2 separate regions of the Anas platyrhynchos genome follow, and region 2 is linked to region 1. Evidence: chromatin contacts called from public Hi-C data. All regions are on one chromosome and are shown on one strand. Each heading gives the region's core, a stretch centred on a gene start, on an enhancer-like site or on the middle of the called end of the contact. The rest is flanking DNA. Distances are from core to core; before and after follow the strand shown.

Region 1 (5,214 bases), core at 1,669-4,168:
TTTTTCCCCCAGGAATTTCAATTTTCCTCTCAGGAAACAAAAGCTCCTCGGCAGCAGCGAGCGAGCCCGGAGAAGGCCGTCCCCGAGCGGCGGCAGCCCTGTGGCAGGCTGCCAGCGCGCCCGGCTCCCAGGGCAACTGCTTGGTAGGGAGCCAGGCAGCCAGCTCCCTGAGCAGCCAGGTAAGCAGGGCCCGGGGGAAAGTCCAGCCCCGTCCTCCCTCCCGAGGCAAGCTGTTTTTCCAAAGCTTCCTCTTGCACCAATAACGCCCAGTCCTGCTCTTTCTGTCCCTGGGTGGGAGCTGAGGAGCAAGCTGACCACAGAGCACTTTTCCTAAAGGGAAGCCCGCTCTCCTTGCAGAAGGAAAGGTGCTGTGGGGGTCGCTGCTCCTGTACTTCCACCCCCAGCCTCTGCCTTTTGGTTTCTCCTCTCTGGCAAGCAGGGTATTTCCTCCTCTGGGGAGTGAGACCCACTTCCCTCAGTGTCCCACAGGTGCCACGCAGCAACGGTGAAAAGGACCGCAGGTCGGCAGCTCCGGCACGGCTGGGGAGAGGCCTGGGACCTGCGGCTCGGCCTGGCACCAGGATGCCAGCACCTGCCTGAAAGGGCTGGGGACATTTCTGCACAAAGTTAAGGTTTCAGCTTCACAGGTCTCTCCCGTGTAACCGAGGGCTCTTCCAAACACACTGGCCGCGGGAGGACTTGCAAAGTAGTTTGTCAGATTAAGGAGCACAAAGTTAAGGCTCCACTTCTCACGTACTCACTCATTTTTAACACCTGTGGCTATGACTGCCTATGTTCAGACACCAGCACCTTAGGGGAGCAGATCCAGGTAAGCCAACATTAATACAGAGATTTATTTTGATTTATTTATTTTTTTTTTTTTTAAGACTTCAACCTTCCTGACCTAGCAAAGGTCATGCAGGAAGTGAGTAACAACAAAAACCTGCAGTTCTGACAATTCTCACTCCCGGTTTAATCTCCACACTGTAATCACTACGGTATAAGGCACATCCTTCCGTCCTGTTCCCAAAGCATAGGGTTATTCCAAAAAGTCTGTTTATCAGGTTACATTTTAACATGCAGATGCCAAAATGCTGGGAGAAATCAAACCATCCCACTTGAACTGGCCCACAAGCCCCTAAAGAGCCCTGACAAAATGCAGTGGGTGGGCACAGGGAGCCAGGATTGGGGGTGGGGGGAGGCACTTCTTAAAATCGTCCAAAGCCACTGGAGGATGGGATGCATTGGGATGTTCAGCTTTGCCTTTCTCCTTAATGTGCACTACATCCCCCCTATGGTATAGCAGGGTACAGTGCAGATGCACAACAATTACTATCATGTGTTAGTATCTCAAATGTATTAAAAAAAGAAGAAAAAAAAATCAGTTTTAAACATAGCTCATCACTTCCCAGTAGCCAGGCTACATACTAATGCTAGTAACCCCCCATGGTTTGCACATTAAAAAGACCATAAATAAAGCGATTTTTTCTATACAGAGGAAAAAAATATCTGTGACAAATGCAACTTGCCATACAGATTTTTGCCGATATTTTATAAACACTCAAACTAATTCCCAGCAAAAGCACTGCCTGTAGCAACCAAAGGCACAGCAACAGTGTAAATGAGCTAGGTGATGTTTGTAAGAGCTGCATTCAGTGCAACATGTACCTGGTTGCATGACAAATCTGTTTCCATCTGTCACTGAGGCAGTACTTTAAATTAATTCCAGTGTAGGTGAGAGCTTCGTATTGCCCTTCAACAGGCGACCCGGCGTCTAAAACCCGTGGACGCCTGGCCTGAGCAGAGCAGCTGGATCCTAAAGCATCAGACCTGTTATCCCCAAATGACACCGGTTGCCAGCAGCCCGTATCGCCATGTACTGAGCACTCCCAAGTAGCGATGACAGCATTTTCAGGAGGTCCTCGCCATCAGCCAGCGTTGCTTAAGCACAGACCGTGGAACATGGGGGGGAGTAGGGGGGGAGGTCACCGCATGCAGCCATTAAACTTTAATTACAAATAGCCTCTCGGACGTGCACACAGACGAAAAAAAAATGAGTTTTAAACAAGCCCAGTGGGGTGGGAGGGGGGGAAAAAAAAACATCATGTAACCCCCCCCCCCCGGGCGCAGCTTGGAGGCTGACAGCAGGGCTGCTACCGGCTCTTCCCCACGCGTGTCCCTGCCCCGGGGGACCCCCGGGAGCCCCCCAGGACCCCCACCAGCCTGCACCCCCACTGGAGAGCCCCCCCGGATCCCCCCCGGCTCGGGTCCCCGCAGGCAGCAGCGGGGCCTCGTCCCCCGGCCCTCCCGTCCCCCGGGGAGCCCGCAGCCCCCCCGGTGCCCCCCGCCCGGCACCCCCAGCCCTCACCTATCAGCTCCCGGGGGAGCTCGGAGCTCTCCTCGGCCATGCCGGGCGGCGGGGCTGCTTCAGCGGCTGGCCGCCCCTCCGCAGGGCCGGGCGAGCATGCGAGCCGCGGGGCGGGGGAGAAGGAGGAGGAGGAGGAGGAGGAGGAGGAGGAGGGCGAAGAGGGCTGGCCCTGCGCCGGGGTGCCGTGCGAGAGCGGAGGGAAAAGGGGATGGGGATCTTCAGAGAGCGGCCGGGAGGGGCATTTCCCGGGGAGGAAGCCAGCCCCGAGGCAGGCAGGCAGGCAGGGAGGGAGGGAGGAGAAGAAGGGAGGAGGAGGGAGCCGGGCGGGGGCTGCCCGCCCTCCTTCCCCCTCGCCGCGGCAGGATGAAGGAGGGAGGGATGGATGGAGGGAGGGTGCCCTCCCCCGGCCTCCGCAGCTCCCGAGAGGGGAACCGTGGCGCCCACGGCCGGCAGGGCAGGGGAAGGCAGGGAAATGCAGCCCCCCCAGCCCCCCGGGGTGAGGGGAGGGCGGCCACGGGGGCCACCTGCCGGCCGCCGCCGCTCCCACCCGCAGCACGGCCCCCGGGGAGAGCGGCCATGGCGCGGCCCCCAAGGGTCTCCCGGCCCCAGGCTCCGCTTTGGTCCCTGCTCTCCGCCTCCTTCTCCCTCCAGGCAGGGTCTGGGGTCTGATTTGGGGTCGCCATTGAGGCCCTGGCCCTACTGGGGGGCTCGGGGGGCTGTGGTGATAGCCCAGGCACGACCTGAGTGCAGGTAAATAAATAACTGCGACAACAGCATGAGGGCTGAGCTGCCCGGTCCTTGGCTCGCAGGAAGCCTCTCGCATGGATGAACCGTCTCCTTTTCCACGGTTTGGCTGTGCTGGTGCTGGCTGTTGACAACCCCTGAGCGCCAAGAGGAAGCATTGCAACACTGCTACAGCACCAAGCGCAGATGTTTGCAGCCTGCGCTCGGCCACCGTGAGGTCCCACAGGACACGGTGCTCCATGGACGTGGCCTCTCCAGCCAGCACCACTCAGCACAGGAGCCATGCAGAACCGCCTACGGCAACGAGGTCTCAAGGTCTCGCTGCCGGCCCTCCTCAACAGGTCCTCATCCTCGGCAGATGCATCCTCTGGCCTTGCCCCACAGGAGTGCTCCTTCTCGTGTGTTTCTTTAAAAAAAAAGGTTGACGCTGTAAAGGGAGTGGTTGTAACCATCAAGTCAGCCCTCATTTCCTGCTGCCTGGGAACGAGATCGCCAAGGCTGGGTCGCTTTAAGCCCCGGCGAAGGATAACCTCTGATCCAGAGCTCATCTGCCTCTTCTGCACTCCCCCACCTCGTCTCCACAGGGATGTCACCTGTTATAAGGTGATGCCCTTGTTACAGGTTGTTTAGCAAACGCCTTAGGAGGGGAAAGGCAAGTATCTGGGTTTATGCTAGACTGAAGGAAACCAGAAGCATGCCTCCTTTCCCAGGATCAAAGAAAACCCCACAAATAGCAGTGTTTTGCTTGTTGCACTGTGCCGCTGAGCATTTTTGTTATGTGCAACAGACGCGTTACAGAAACACAGCACGTGAGCTGCCTAATTGCGCCTATAAAAATAAGGGCAGACAGAAGCTCATTGGATGAGGGGAGAGGAAGAGGCTAGGCAGCTCTGGAAATACTTCGGCTTGCTCCTGGTAGCGATGCACAGTTTCAATGAGAAGATCATTTTCACTGCAGCAGGACTGTGATTGGTCGTCCTGCATCCTGAAGGGGTGGATTACTGCATAAACCTCATATTTCAGGCGCTCTACAAGTGAGTGACGGATCTGCAAGATCAAAGTCATTTATGCCTATTTAAGACGCCTGAAATGCATTCAGTGAGAGCAACAGCACAAATCCAAGAAGATGACTTATTTTCCTGGTAAAATGCTGTGCTGCTGCTCTGTGCATCTAGGGGACTACACATTCCCTGGTCTTCAAAAGAAACATAACTAGCAGTTTGAAATGGTTGCGACTTGTGAAACGATTTTATGATTCCCCACAGCAACAACCAGCTCTCTGAATAACTTTAGCTATTATCTTACCAACACAGATACAATTACTAAAGAAATAGATACAAATTTGCTGCCTTTCCTTTTTGTTGTTTAACTACAGGAAGCAAATAGGGACATTCTTTAAAGAAAATAAACAAACAGTAAATATAGGGTATACTGGTAAAAGAAGCTGTGTGCTTTTAACACACAGCACTGCCAGTCAAACTTTACCTGGCCATATATATGCATAGAAAGAGAGCTCTATACCTGCTTGTTGATGGTCCTCTGCTCCCTCTTCTTCACTGTACCTGCATCCTTTTCCTTTCTCTGCAGAATACCTGACAGTCTTTCCTCATAGCTCAGCACAAATATGCATTTTTTGCTTGTTGCACATAAGCAAGCTTACTTCCAACTGAGGGATCTGAGCATCTTTGGGCAGAAAACAAAACAAAAATAACAACTACAAAATAGGAATTCTGAAGTTCACATCTTTTCTAATACCCAGGAAGGAAAAATCAGATTATTAGGTCTGCATAAGGAAGGATATGTAATTTCATGCAGTTACTTCTGTATTGAGTCTAATGCCCTGTGTTTGACTAAAACTTCCCCAAAAGATACCTTCTCTTCCATCGCTATTTACTTACTCTGCAAAAATGCACGTTTTTGGAACTATGACAGCTCATACATGAAGCAGAAGCAGTTTCATTGCCTCATTTCTATCTGAAACAGTACTTGAAGTGTGGATCTTGCTTTCCTGGCTCCTGCCACGCGACTGTAGGCCTCTCAGGGTGCACCAGCTGCAGAAGCAATGTGCTCCTTCCAGGCCTGCCTGCCTGCAGCACTCTGCT
Region 2 (5,108 bases), core at 193-2,692, 290 kb before region 1:
AGCCCCGAGCTCAGACTGAAGAAATTCCACCTTGGAAGCACTACAAGAAGTGAGTCACTCTATATACCTTGGCAGTGGCTCGCAAGGCAGCAGGGAATATCCAGAAGGAAATAATGTCACCAGCCGGTGAGGCAGCAGCTCTGTTTACCAGCTCTAACAAGTCGGTGTCTCAGCACTTTGAGTTAAGCATGGCCAGCAGCAAGCCTCCAGTTCAGAGGCCGTAAAACCCTCAATTCAGAAGTCGTTTACACGTAAGTGCACCTGAAAACCAGGCTTTTCCAACAGCTGTCCCAGCTGCTGGAGAAAAACACCACCTCAGGATCAGCACCGAGCTTCTTTTGAGCTCGGTGAGAAGTGCTGACGCTTAGGGAAGTCTTCCTTACATCACTTCAAAGAAAAACCCTAACGCACCTTACGTTTTGAGCTCAAAGTTTCCTTTCCAGAATGGCTAATGGAGCCGCATTAACTGCACCTTTGAAGCAGACATGAAGGGGAGGGCCCTGAACCAGACTTCTGGCACGCACGGGGGAGTTAGGCCAAGTGTCAGCCAAAAGGCTGGCTAGCAGGCTGGGAACACCACCGAGCAGCCACTTGAGAGGAAGTCTAGTCACTCAGCAGGGTCCTCAAGCTGGTTTCCCTCTTCCTACTTCCAACAGATCTATTATCCCCAGAGGATTTCTTCTCTCCAGAGTATGCAAACTGCCTTTGTTACCAAAAATGCTTTAGAAATGGTGAAAGCTGGATATTTGCATGAGGATCACATGCAACGACTGCATGCCTTTAAACAGCCGACGTGCAAAAAATGAGGACACAAACCCCTTCTACCACATGGATTCAGAAAGCAGGAGACGTACCCTGGCACTTTAAAACTCTGTAAGCATCCTTCCTAGCCTGTTTAATTCTCTTCTTGCAAGTCTCCAGGTTGCTTTCCTTAAGGCCTCAAACAGAGGAAGATAACCATCAGCACGCAGTCCTCCCTTTCTCTTCTGGGATTTATAGATGCCCTAAGAAGGCATTAAAATAAGGTAGAACAGCTTGACTAAGGCACTTCAATCCTCGTGTTTTCTCCTTCACAGTGTACAGTCCGTGCCTTATCTGCTGATACTGGTTAGCAGGCAGAAACAAAGGTGGCTTACGTTTTTAACACCCTAACCCCAAAAAAACACAAAATAAAAGCCTTGCCAGGGTCTCACTTTCTTTTAATAAAACACTAGGTCTCTGCTGCATGCATCATAGGTCATTTGTAAATGACCTTATTTTCTCAGTAGACAGAAAATGTGTCTTTGCAAACGCGAGTCATCATTATGAAACCTGTTTTGTTCCCAGGAGGAAACAGCTTTCTTAAATTAGCTTTAAAATTCCCACTTCCAGCATTTCAGCGCGCAGGGCAGCGCTTAGATAGTGTCCCGAGCTGGCATTTGCAGTTGTTGCAGATCCTGCTAATTGCTCGTGCAGATATTCCAGCTGTCAGCACACACATATCACCAACCACAATTATTTGCAGACTCTTCAAAAAAAAGCCTGCCCTTGTACAACAGCGCTCTCACTGTGCCCATTTGAAGAAATCACTCCTGTTAGAATGGAAACAAATGGATTCAGGGGACCATCTCCCCAAAAAGCATTTAAATAGATGTAAAATAAAACAACTGTATCAGGCTTTTTCCCTCCTCCACCAATATTTTCACTCTTTGCATCTCCAATGGGCCGTAAAAACTGTTGCTCTGTCCCATGTGCTCTGTGGCAGCAACACAGTCAACAGATTCCAGCTCTAACATTTACAGGCTTTGTTATAACCTGTCAACACCTCTGATGCAAAAAATAAAAAATAAAAAAAGATCCGGATTGCACCCCTTAGATAATTTCCATCCGAGGAAGTCATGCTGTCAGCAGGGTGGAGAAAATGGAGGAATTCCTGTTTACCCTTCGACTTGAAAACTTACTTGGGAGGGGACTTCCAATTACAAGCTAACACCTGAAGTACCCCACCGGTTTTTGAGTCATTAGCTCGTGTTTATCTAGAAGGCTAACCTGGAGTTTGTTGATTAAGAGCCATTGCAGAAGCTGAGCAGCAACTAATGCGAGAGGAATGGCACAGGCAGGAAGCCGTTGCTCAACGTCTCTTTCATCCTGACAAGCGACTGCGTTGTCCAAGAGGAGCTTGCTTATCAGCCTGGAGCATCCCGAGCGCTGCTGATCACACTAATGCAAGCAGCCCTTCAGCAGCTGCTCCACACAACACAGAGAAGTTGAAGGAAAAAATAATAAACACCAATCAAAAATGGGGCCACAGGTAGGTGAACCACCTGGGGTACCAAATATTTTGCCAGCTACTGACCTGACTCACCCTGCTAATACAGCTGCCCTTTCTGTTCTAGTCTCTTTCCACAGACATCCTCTTGTGTCCACTTTTTTTGGTCCACTCTGTCTTCAAATTCAAGAGATTTAAGCTTGGGGGATACCTGCAGAGGACTGGTGTACATGTACATGTATGTATATGTATCTGTATACAAAAAGATGGAGCTCGCAGCTTTCAAAGGTTTGGACCCATAACCAGATTCGGGATAAAACACCTTTTTAAAAGCCTTCCTCCCCACAGAAAAGTGGCAGAACAGAGTCCCTCATTCCCTTTTCCAATAAATAAATAAATAAATAAATAAACAAGTACTTAAATTTCAGTCTCTAATACACAAGATTTTCTACCCTAAACTGAACCAATGTGTGTTACCCCCCAAGAGAGGATGGGATCACGCCTTTTCATTTATTTCAGCCCACTGTGGTCTAGGAGACAGCCACGCGGTATCAAACATTTCACACTTTCCAAATCTAGGCCAAAAGGGCCTAGGGAATTAAAAACAAAAACCAACAACAAAAAAAATGTAATCTGGACTTAATTCAGAAAGCAACTTTGCCTTGACCGAACTTTATTGTTGGTCTTGCTTGCGAAGAGGCAGCTGAAGGGAAAGCCCACCTCAGCTTTACATTTCACCTCGACCACAAAAACTGTCGGTATGAAGTCTTTGATGCTCTTCCCACCAAGGGTAGAAAAAGCAGTATGGGAAACACACCTGAGACTTACCTGCTCTACCCAAGCGTGAATTTGGGTAGACTTCTGGTCGGTTTTTTGTGGCCAAATCAGGCAGGCCCTGACACTGTGCTCAGGGCTGCAGCGAGCCGTGCCACTGCGTGACCCCAGCTTGATCTCAGCCTTGCTACAGCAATCCAGACCCACTGCTGTATCTTTCTCCAGCGAGGCTAGTGGTTTCTGTGGCCAAGTAAAATCTTCCTCGGGAGCCTCTGAGCAATTGGAAGTCACTGCTAGTTCCTGTAGGTCACTGACTATGGCTTTTTGCCTCTCCCTGTGGTAGCTTAGAGGTTTGGGATTCATCCGGTTAGTGCAACAACAGCAAGGCTACCAGCAGTGCCACGGACCAATAGTAACAACATTATTTTCATCCTAACCTGTCTTTAACTACAGGATACCAAACGCATTAACAAGCACTTTTCAGTTCTCCGAGCTAAATACGGAGAAGTTTCCAGGCCAAGCCAACTCAGTCAGACCTCTCTCAAAATTACTAATGAAATTATCAACCCCCCCAAGCTCGCTGTCCTCCTGCTCCCTTCCTAAGAAGTTTCTGTGAGTACAAAGTTAAAATAAAAATAAAAATCACAGAAATAGCCTGGGAAGACAGGATTATTTCATGCAGGATATGTGCTTGGATAGTCAGAGAGTCACGTTTATAGCAGCAAGTGATGAACTCATGACCAACACGTTATAGGACAGGCTGAAAAGATTGGTCCTTAGGGGTAAAGGTGGTCCTAACTCAACAGCCTGGGCCTCGCCTGCTCCACGGGCACAATTCTGAATCAACTCTACATCAGCTATTAATGTTCTGTAGGCCTTCAGAGCAATCAGCCACCTCACGGGTGCTATCACCTGACAATACGGGCACCACATCTAAAGGACCGACGGAGGAAAGCACGCAGGAAATCGAGTCACAACTTCTGCTTTGGAGATAAGGGACTCGAGGAGAAACACTTGAAGGATCGTTAACAAAAATCCCAATGATAGCGAGCTAGCAAGCGGCTGTCCACCTTCCCTGGCTTCAGAATAAACCTTTTAAGCTTCTCTTTCAATCCCAAAGGAGCCCAAGATCAAAAGGACAGCGAAGCAGCTCTGCCCTCATCAAGCTCCTCCTGGGAAAAGAAACATTCACGTACACACACACGTCGGGGCACAGATAATGAAAAGCTCAGCGGAGTAAGTCTTGAAGCCAGGCCATGTGGCTAACATCAGAGGGACGGTGAACTCCACGTGAATGCATCTGCATAGGACAAAAAAAGCTTTAAAAGTCAAACCGCTGGCTGCGTGACGTGCTCAGCTCCTCATGGTACCGAACAGCAGCCTGCTTCAAAAGGTTGGCTGCTGCCTCCACGGCTGCTCACAGCCCTCAAGTCTAAGGGTAAAGGGTTAAGGCCTGTGGGTTTAGCCCTTGCAGATGTCATCTGAAGGATCCACACACAGGCAACAGCACAGATCCTGCTCTAAGCGTGGCAGAGCACCCCCGGCCCCATCTGCAGAGAACTGACAGGAGCAGAGGGGCCTGGAGAGGGGACAGTACCACGGCTCACCTGGACAAGCTATTGGATTTATCTGTTTTCTCTGGAGACAGTGGGTCCTGGCTTTTGTTTGCAGTCAAGCCTTCAATGTCAGGGTCTAGCCTTGAGATCTTCCTCCTAATCTGTCCCTCAGCACGCTTAAGGGAGTGGGGGGACTTTCATGAAGCCAGGTCTGAGCTACAGCACTGGGATTCACACTGCGATTCCACTAGGCCGCAGTTTGACGATGGCACTTCACCATGTAATTAACCTCACTGCATTTCGCAATCCTTCCTCCTTTCTCTCTCCATCAGCTTCTTAAACACTAGGGACATCCACTTCCAGGCAACGCTTACTTCAAGCTCACCCACTTTGTGAAAATGGGTTCTTGAGGAAACCAGGATGGCCCAAACTCTTCAAGCCACCGTCCTTCTCACCTTTAGGGAAAGTACCTCAGGGCTCTGTGGTGCTGCTGTTTTCATCACATCTGCAGGCCTGCAAAGAACAGCTTA

The links. A called contact is a pair of places that touch in the nucleus more often than the background predicts.
Region 2: a Hi-C map of skeletal muscle shows a contact between it and region 1, with 3 times the contacts expected there. The contact joins the enhancer-like site here to the promoter of CARMIL1 in region 1. A contact is called at or near these places in 5 of 8 Hi-C or Micro-C datasets (liver, skeletal muscle, small yellow follicle and 1 more).

The regions. Positions count from the first base shown.
Region 1 is chr2:62,667,252-62,672,465 of IASCAAS_PekinDuck_T2T, reverse strand. CARMIL1 (capping protein regulator and myosin 1 linker 1) reads right to left here and starts at 2,918. Exons shown (of 38, transcript XM_072034847.1): 1 at 2,369-2,918. The coding sequence starts at 2,408.
Region 2 is chr2:62,955,400-62,960,507 of IASCAAS_PekinDuck_T2T, reverse strand. The region is part of intron 3 of PARD6G (par-6 family cell polarity regulator gamma); the gene reads right to left. Among named protein-coding and RNA genes, the nearest start is that of BLOC1S4, 16 kb to the left of the region's middle. Within about 2 kb of position 1,442, at least 2 of the 8 cell types and tissues checked have an H3K27ac peak or open chromatin away from gene starts, as enhancers often do.